2 separate regions of the Sus scrofa genome follow, and region 1 is linked to region 2. The links are chromatin contacts, called in public HiChIP or PLAC-seq maps. All regions are on one chromosome and are shown on one strand. Each heading gives the region's core, a stretch centred on a gene start, on an enhancer-like site or on the middle of the called end of the contact. The rest is flanking DNA. Distances are from core to core; before and after follow the strand shown.

Region 1 (3,184 bases), core at 249-2,748, 160 kb after region 2:
CCCCGAGACCAACCAGGCTGTGTGGTTCACAGCTGGGCAAAGGGGAGACACAGGTGGGGGGGTTGAAAGAGGATGTGTGAGAGGGGTGCGCGGGCAACCCCTGAGAGCCAATACAGGCGGGGCTTTCACCAGGGACCCCAAGCCAAGGCCTTTAGAGGAGCACACGGGTGAGTGTCCTGGGAACACGTGAGTGTGATGTGCAGGCAACACGGAGCAAAGGTCATTTGTGTGGCTCCGATCTGAATGCACCATCATTGCACATCCTGCACACATCTTAGGAAACCACCCCTGCTTCCATGTGACGATAACCAACACGAGAGCAGAAATTCCCCAGGGTCTGCACTTTTTCACCCGGCACAGATTGAAACAGCACAGGATTCACAGGAGAGGCTCGTCACCCGACCTGCTGCTCGCACCCTCCTTGCACGCTCGTGATACCGTTTCCAGGCTCCAGGGCTTGGGGATCCAGTCCTAGCTCTGCCTCTCACTGCCCATGGTAGACGGCGTTTCCCTTCTCTGGGCCTTGCTCTATCAAACTGTGACTTGTGCCCAGCAGTGGCCTAGGCTTTTAGAGGAAAATCGGCAAAGGAATATAAACAAAAAGTGAGGTGATGGATCCCTTAGGAACACACAGTCGGCTGGGGACCCCTAAGAACCTGGGTCACGGGCTCCTCCCAGAGGAAGCTGTGAAGGACAGACTGAATCTGAACTTGGCAGAGAGCTGGGCAAACCTTCTACTAGATACAAAATGGGGGCTGGGGGCAGGGGGTGGGCAGAGGTGACTTCAGCCTGGGCAGAGAGTGGCTCCTTGGAGCCAGCTGACAGTTCGTCTATCACCAATACACCCTCCTGGCCTCCAGCCACGTCAGGGACGTTGTTCCCCCGGCCCACGGGTGGGTGGGCGAGACTCATCAGGCCCCGACTTGCTGAGATGGGTTCCAAACTCCATTCCTCTGTCCTGTGAGAATCAGACTGGGGGCCTCTGGCCAGGGAGCCGACCACAAAGGGGCTCGAGCACCCCCCAGCTGTGACAGCAACATCCCTCAGAGGTGAATTCGGAGTAATGCATCCTTTAGAAGTCACAGTGCAAGCCCACGCTGGCCTTCCGAGCTTACCCCTCACAGGGGAGAGTGGGTCTATTAGCTGCATTGAGCTTGTGAGCTGGGGAACTTGGGACGGGGGTCGGGGTGGACAGGGGGAGGCATCTGAATGAAAGGAGGGTGACCACCATCAATCCCCCTGCCGTGGGAGAGCCTCCGAAAGCCCTGCTCCCAGGGGCTTCCCAGTGCCCACGGCTGCCCTGACCAGCGCCGCCCCCCACCCCCGCCCCGTGTCCCCACAGCTCTCTACTGAAGGCCGCAGTTCCAGTGTCACCCACGCTCTCTCCTCCTGTGTCATCTACGTCACACGATGAGGCACCGCCCAGGAATGCGGACACAGGGGAGACAAGCGAATTCAGCTTTCACACAGATGAACTTTGTCTGCATTCCTGGAAGGCAGGAATTACCCCCACCCTCATCCCCTTGCAGGCCCGTTACAGGCAGGACGTAGGGCAGCAGAGCTATTATTAGTGTCTTATATGAGGTGGCTGTGTTCCAAGAGATGAAGTAACTTGCCTAAGATTTCGCCATTTCCGGGTGGCCCAGCTAGGATGCTGAGCCCAGACCCACCTGGCAGGGAAGGCCATGGCTCATGAGCACAAGGCTAGTGACTTCAGGAGAGGCGATGCTGCTCAGAAATGTGGGGCCCTGACCTCAGAGTCAGACGGCGGACTCCGCAGAGGATGGGTCTTAACAGAGAGGGCAAGGTCACAGGAAAGCCAGTGTCACTCTCGGGCTGCAGTCTCAGATGGGGGTTCACCCGGCTACAGAAAGAACATGTCAGTCGGCCCTGAGGCTGCCAACCAGAGAGGAAGGGGCCGAGCTGGGGACCGGCTACCCCTGTCCCTACACCCTGGCATCTGGTCAGCTCTGCAGGTGGCCGCCTGAGCTGGGGAGGGGCAGTCACGGTGCAAGGACACTGACCTTTGAGACCGTCCACCAACCTCCTGTCCCCAATGCAGAGTCACCAGGCAGCCTCCCGAGAGAGATGCAGCTTCTCTTGTGACGCACCTTTGGGGAAGCCATCGATTCAGTACCAACGCGAGTGTCTGGCCCAGTGGCTGCCATACTTTTGGTGTAAATCACCCAAATGCCATGATCTGGAGACTGTTCAACTCTGGGGAAGCTGCCAGTCTAGTAGGAAAATCCCAGCATGGAGAGCCTGCTTGACAACCCCAACCGGTGGGGACACTCCAGGCGGCCAGCTAACACCCTCACTCACTGCCCCCTGTCCCCAAACCCTGTACCACTCCGTGTCCATCCACAGGAGCGTGGGCACACCCACGGTGGTACAGGCCACGGAATCCTACTTAGCAGTAAGGAAGGAACTACTGGGACACGTGTCAAGGTGGAGAAATGGCACATGGAGTCTGCTGAGCGAAACCAGCGGCCACAGGGCCCGCACTGAATGCTTCTGTTCATATGACAGTCAACAGCAGGCAAAGCTCTTCCACAGTGACTGACATGCTTGGAGGGGCCGCACGGGATCCTCCCCGGGGGACGAAAATGTTTCAGATCTCGTTTTGGATGGTGGCTACACAGGTGTACACAGTTATCGAAACTCAGTGAACCAAATGCTTAAGATCGTGGATTTTATCGTATCGCCTCAACGATTATACCTCGGATAAGTAAATAAACACAAGGCCCAGCACAGGGTAGGGTATACGGCAAGTGCTGAGATTGCTGAACTGTTAAAAGCAAATGCCCCTTTCCCCTGAGCAAATTCTTGACAGAATTTCTTAGGAGAACCCACTTGGAATATGTTTAGAAGTCTTTGTTATCGTGGTGGTGGTAAACACAAACAACAAAATTTACCATTTTAACCACTTAGGTGTGCAGTGCAGCAGCATTAAGTACATTCACACTGCTGAGCAAACGGCACCACCATCCATTTCCAGAACTGATCCGTCTTCCCAAACTAAAACTGTACCCACTGAACAACATCTCCCCATTCCCCTCTCCCTCAGCTCCTGGCATCTACCATCCTACTTTCTGTCGATAAATTTGACTATTCTAGGTTCTTCTCATATGCAGAATCCTGCAATATTTGTTTTTAGTACTCACTTATTTCACTTAGCATAATG
Region 2 (3,290 bases), core at 379-2,878:
GGGTCAAATCGGAGCTGTAGCCGATGGCCTACGCCAGAGCCACAGCAATGCCAGATCCGAGCCATGTCTGCAACCTACACCACAGCTCAGGGCAACACCGGATCCTTTAACCCCTGAGCAAGGTCAGGGATTGAACCCGCAACCTCATGGTTCCTAGTCGGATTCGCTTCCACTGCACCACGACGGGAACTCCTTTTTTAATTCTTCTTCTTCTTTTTTTTTTTTTTTAAACCGGAGCAAAATAAGGTTTTCTGTCTACGGGTTCTAGAGATGCAGATTCCCCGTGCAAATGAATTCGCCCCGACTGGTGGACACTGCAGCAGAGCCCCGCAGAGTTCTAAGCCTTCATTTTAGCGCAGTGTGTGTGGTGCCGAAACAGACTGATAATCCGCTATGCTGCATCGGCGTAGCTCTGCACAACGACTCCTCTCTGTGGCATGATGCTCTGGGAGGACTTTAGCCAATGGGACCATTTGTGTCACGACAGTCAGTAAAACAGGGATAGGGTCAGTCTGGGTCTGGAGGAAATTCTCACTAACTCTGCAAATGCTGATGGGGGAACAAATGATACCCAGGGGTATTGAACTCGCCTCTTTATGTTTATTTCCCTGAATTATTTTTAGCATTACAGACAGTTTCCAGTTAACAAATGGATTGGGTTCTGAAAGTTCATTTGTAATTTGGCTGTTTAGATTTTGGAACATACTTTCCCTATAAAAAACAATGTTATAAATGGTGATGAGATTCCCAGGCTAGTTCTGCAAAGCCTATTTAACCCATAATGTAGCTAAAAAACTGTCCTTCTGCCATGAAAAAAAAATGTTTAATTGCAACATGAGTAATTAAATGAAACAGGGAAAACCATTAAAACTGAATAAGAAGTAGATTTATGTTCATCTTGAATGACGCTGTTTGCAGAAAACCTAATTTAATTTAAGAAGAGGTCTTTCCAAGAGCTTTTTTGGGGAACAGCATGGGATTTATCCTAGGAGGGAGAGAGAGCCAGGGCGAGTCCGATCTGCAGCTACTGAATATTTGCATCATATAACTGGCTCCCTTTCCTGATTTTAGGCTCAGCAGAAAGTCTTCTGGTTAAACTTTGTTTTCCTACGTGGATTCTCACAGGGAGAGAGTCGCTGGGCAAAGTCCAGGAAGGTGGTCTTCTCGGGGTGGATTTTTGATTCTGAATCCACAGGTTAGCATCTGTCCTTGTGAATGTCCTGGGAACAGCAATGCTCCAGTCCCACTAGCCCTGGGGGCAGTGATGGGATCAAGCATTGGAGCCTTCAGGGCTGAGGTCCAAGTCCTGGCCAGTGCATTCTCAAGGCGACTGCATCCTGCGAGGTTCCTGCCTTCTCCCTGGCAACACGATCCTCACCAGGTGTCCCCTTTCAGACCTCCCTAGGCAGCTCTTGGTGTGGATGGCATGTGTGTATACATACCCAGATGTGTATACGTTACCACTGTGCCATGTTGATTCCTTACACTAGGCCATGCAGAAGAGTGGAACAGATTGGTCCTATCCTTTCTGTTTGAGGCATGCGAGCCTCAGCGGGAAGCTAGAGGGTGAATGACTGTGTTTATGTGTGTTGGCAACACTGGGGGTATATTGCAAAAATGACCACAAACACTTCCCATCCTTACATGCCTGCCCCTTTGCAGTGTGGTGTTGCAGCACCTCCTTGTAAGGGGCAGGGTTTCTTTTTGTCACTCCTTGGCCATGTGACTGCCTTGGCCAATAGGATTTTAGCCTATTGGTTAAATGGTTAGGAAAGCAATTGTGACTAAGCCTTACCCTCTTACTGCTCCTGGAAGCCCGAGACTATCATGTGAACACGCCTGTGATAGCTGGAGAGAGGATGCCAGGATGCACACAGAACTGAGACGCCTGGGCTGAGAGTTCTCTGAGCACAGATGTATGAATGAGGCCACCAGCCACTAGCCATCTTACCACTGAGAACAGACAAATGAGAGAGGCTAGCAAGGATCAGCTGAACTAGCCCAGCCCAGCCCAGCCAGAACTGATAACCTACCCACAGGACTGGGATGGTTTTAAGACACTAAGTTTGGGGATGGTTGTTATGCAGCAAAAGCTAGCTTATACACACAAATGGCTCCAGTCAACCACATCTTCCGACAACCTTTCTTTGGAAACCACAGCTGCTTTTTATCCAGACTATGGCTCATCCCTTACAAACATGGAAACGTATAAGACCTTCCTCCTTCTTTTTGCCCCTTTAGTCAGAAATATAAGAAATCAAGTCACCCAGGTCTGCCCTCCCCAAATTGTGGGCTTTGGAATGAGTGCTTGGGAAATCATGACACATTTCAACTTTGTACCCCCTTTGTGACCAATGGATGGGTTTCAAGTCAATGAAGATACAACCCAGACTGTGGCTGACACTTAAAGTGCCAGCAAAACCCATTAGCTCGGTACAAACATGCACAAGTCGTCTCACGATGCATTATCAGGGCCTGATAATGTATTGCAGAGGAGCTCTCCAATTCTTGTCCATGGAGTAGGAAACAACCTTCCAGAGCAAATCACGCACAGCCTGGGAATGCACCACAAAAGGAGCTTGAGTGATACTCCCACGTGAGCCCACTCAGTAGCCTCTGGCTTGCAACGTGAGTCCAAGAGGAAAGAGAGGTCTGCTTCTCACTCTGTAACTGGGCAAAAGCTGCTTTTATCCATTCATGGACCCCTAGAACTGCAGGAAAAGGGGGGCCACGTGGGGCCATGCGGTCATATGTGTGATTCCCCATAGGAACCCCAGATCATCTTTCCCAGCAGAAGCATGTCCCCGAGGAATTTAGGGTGCATGAGGAAGACGCTTCTAGGGTTGTTGCTATGATGACAGATGTCCCTAGTACTCAGAAATGTCACAAATCTGGGTGTTTGGGGCTCTGAGGATGGAGCCCACAGATTCCCACAGGCCCCTTTCAGTTTTCCCTGGGCCTGTGACACAGGCTAAGTTTCTCTCTTCCCAGTCCAGATTCATTTTCAAGGGCTTAGCTCCGAGGAACGATGGGAATGTTTCAGCATGAGTGCTCCTGACCACAAGGAGAAAAAGCCCCCAGTACATTTCACAGACATCAGCGAGGATTCTGCAAAGTCCATTCTTTCAAGAACAAAATTGCATTTTATGAAGCCGTCCCTTTTCTGTTTCATCTGTCAAGCAGGTTTGCTGAGAATAATTTAAATTTCATGCGGCAGCAACTGCAGGGCAGTGGTGCTTCCCTTCCATCCCAATACGGGAGTCACATTTGTTTCTGCTTCTCAGCAGCAT

The links. HiChIP or PLAC-seq counts read pairs in DNA pulled down with a chosen protein or histone mark.
Region 1: an H3K27ac HiChIP or PLAC-seq map of alveolar macrophages shows a contact between it and region 2. The contact joins two enhancer-like sites. A contact is called at or near these places in 1 of 47 Hi-C or Micro-C datasets (embryonic fibroblasts) and 1 of 2 datasets of contacts at active chromatin or transcription factors (alveolar macrophages).

Annotation. Positions count from the first base shown.
Region 1 is chr3:115,162,828-115,166,011 of Sscrofa11.1, forward strand. No RefSeq gene overlaps it. Among named protein-coding and RNA genes, the nearest start is that of KLHL29, 230 kb to the left of the region's middle. Within about 2 kb of position 1,499, at least 25 of the 83 cell types and tissues checked have an H3K27ac peak or open chromatin away from gene starts, as enhancers often do. A contact at or near this core is called in alveolar macrophages, where this site is marked.
Region 2 is chr3:115,000,098-115,003,387 of Sscrofa11.1, forward strand. No RefSeq gene overlaps it. Among named protein-coding and RNA genes, the nearest start is that of KLHL29, 64 kb to the left of the region's middle. Within about 2 kb of position 1,629, at least 1 of the 83 cell types and tissues checked has an H3K27ac peak or open chromatin away from gene starts, as enhancers often do. A contact at or near this core is called in alveolar macrophages, where this site is marked.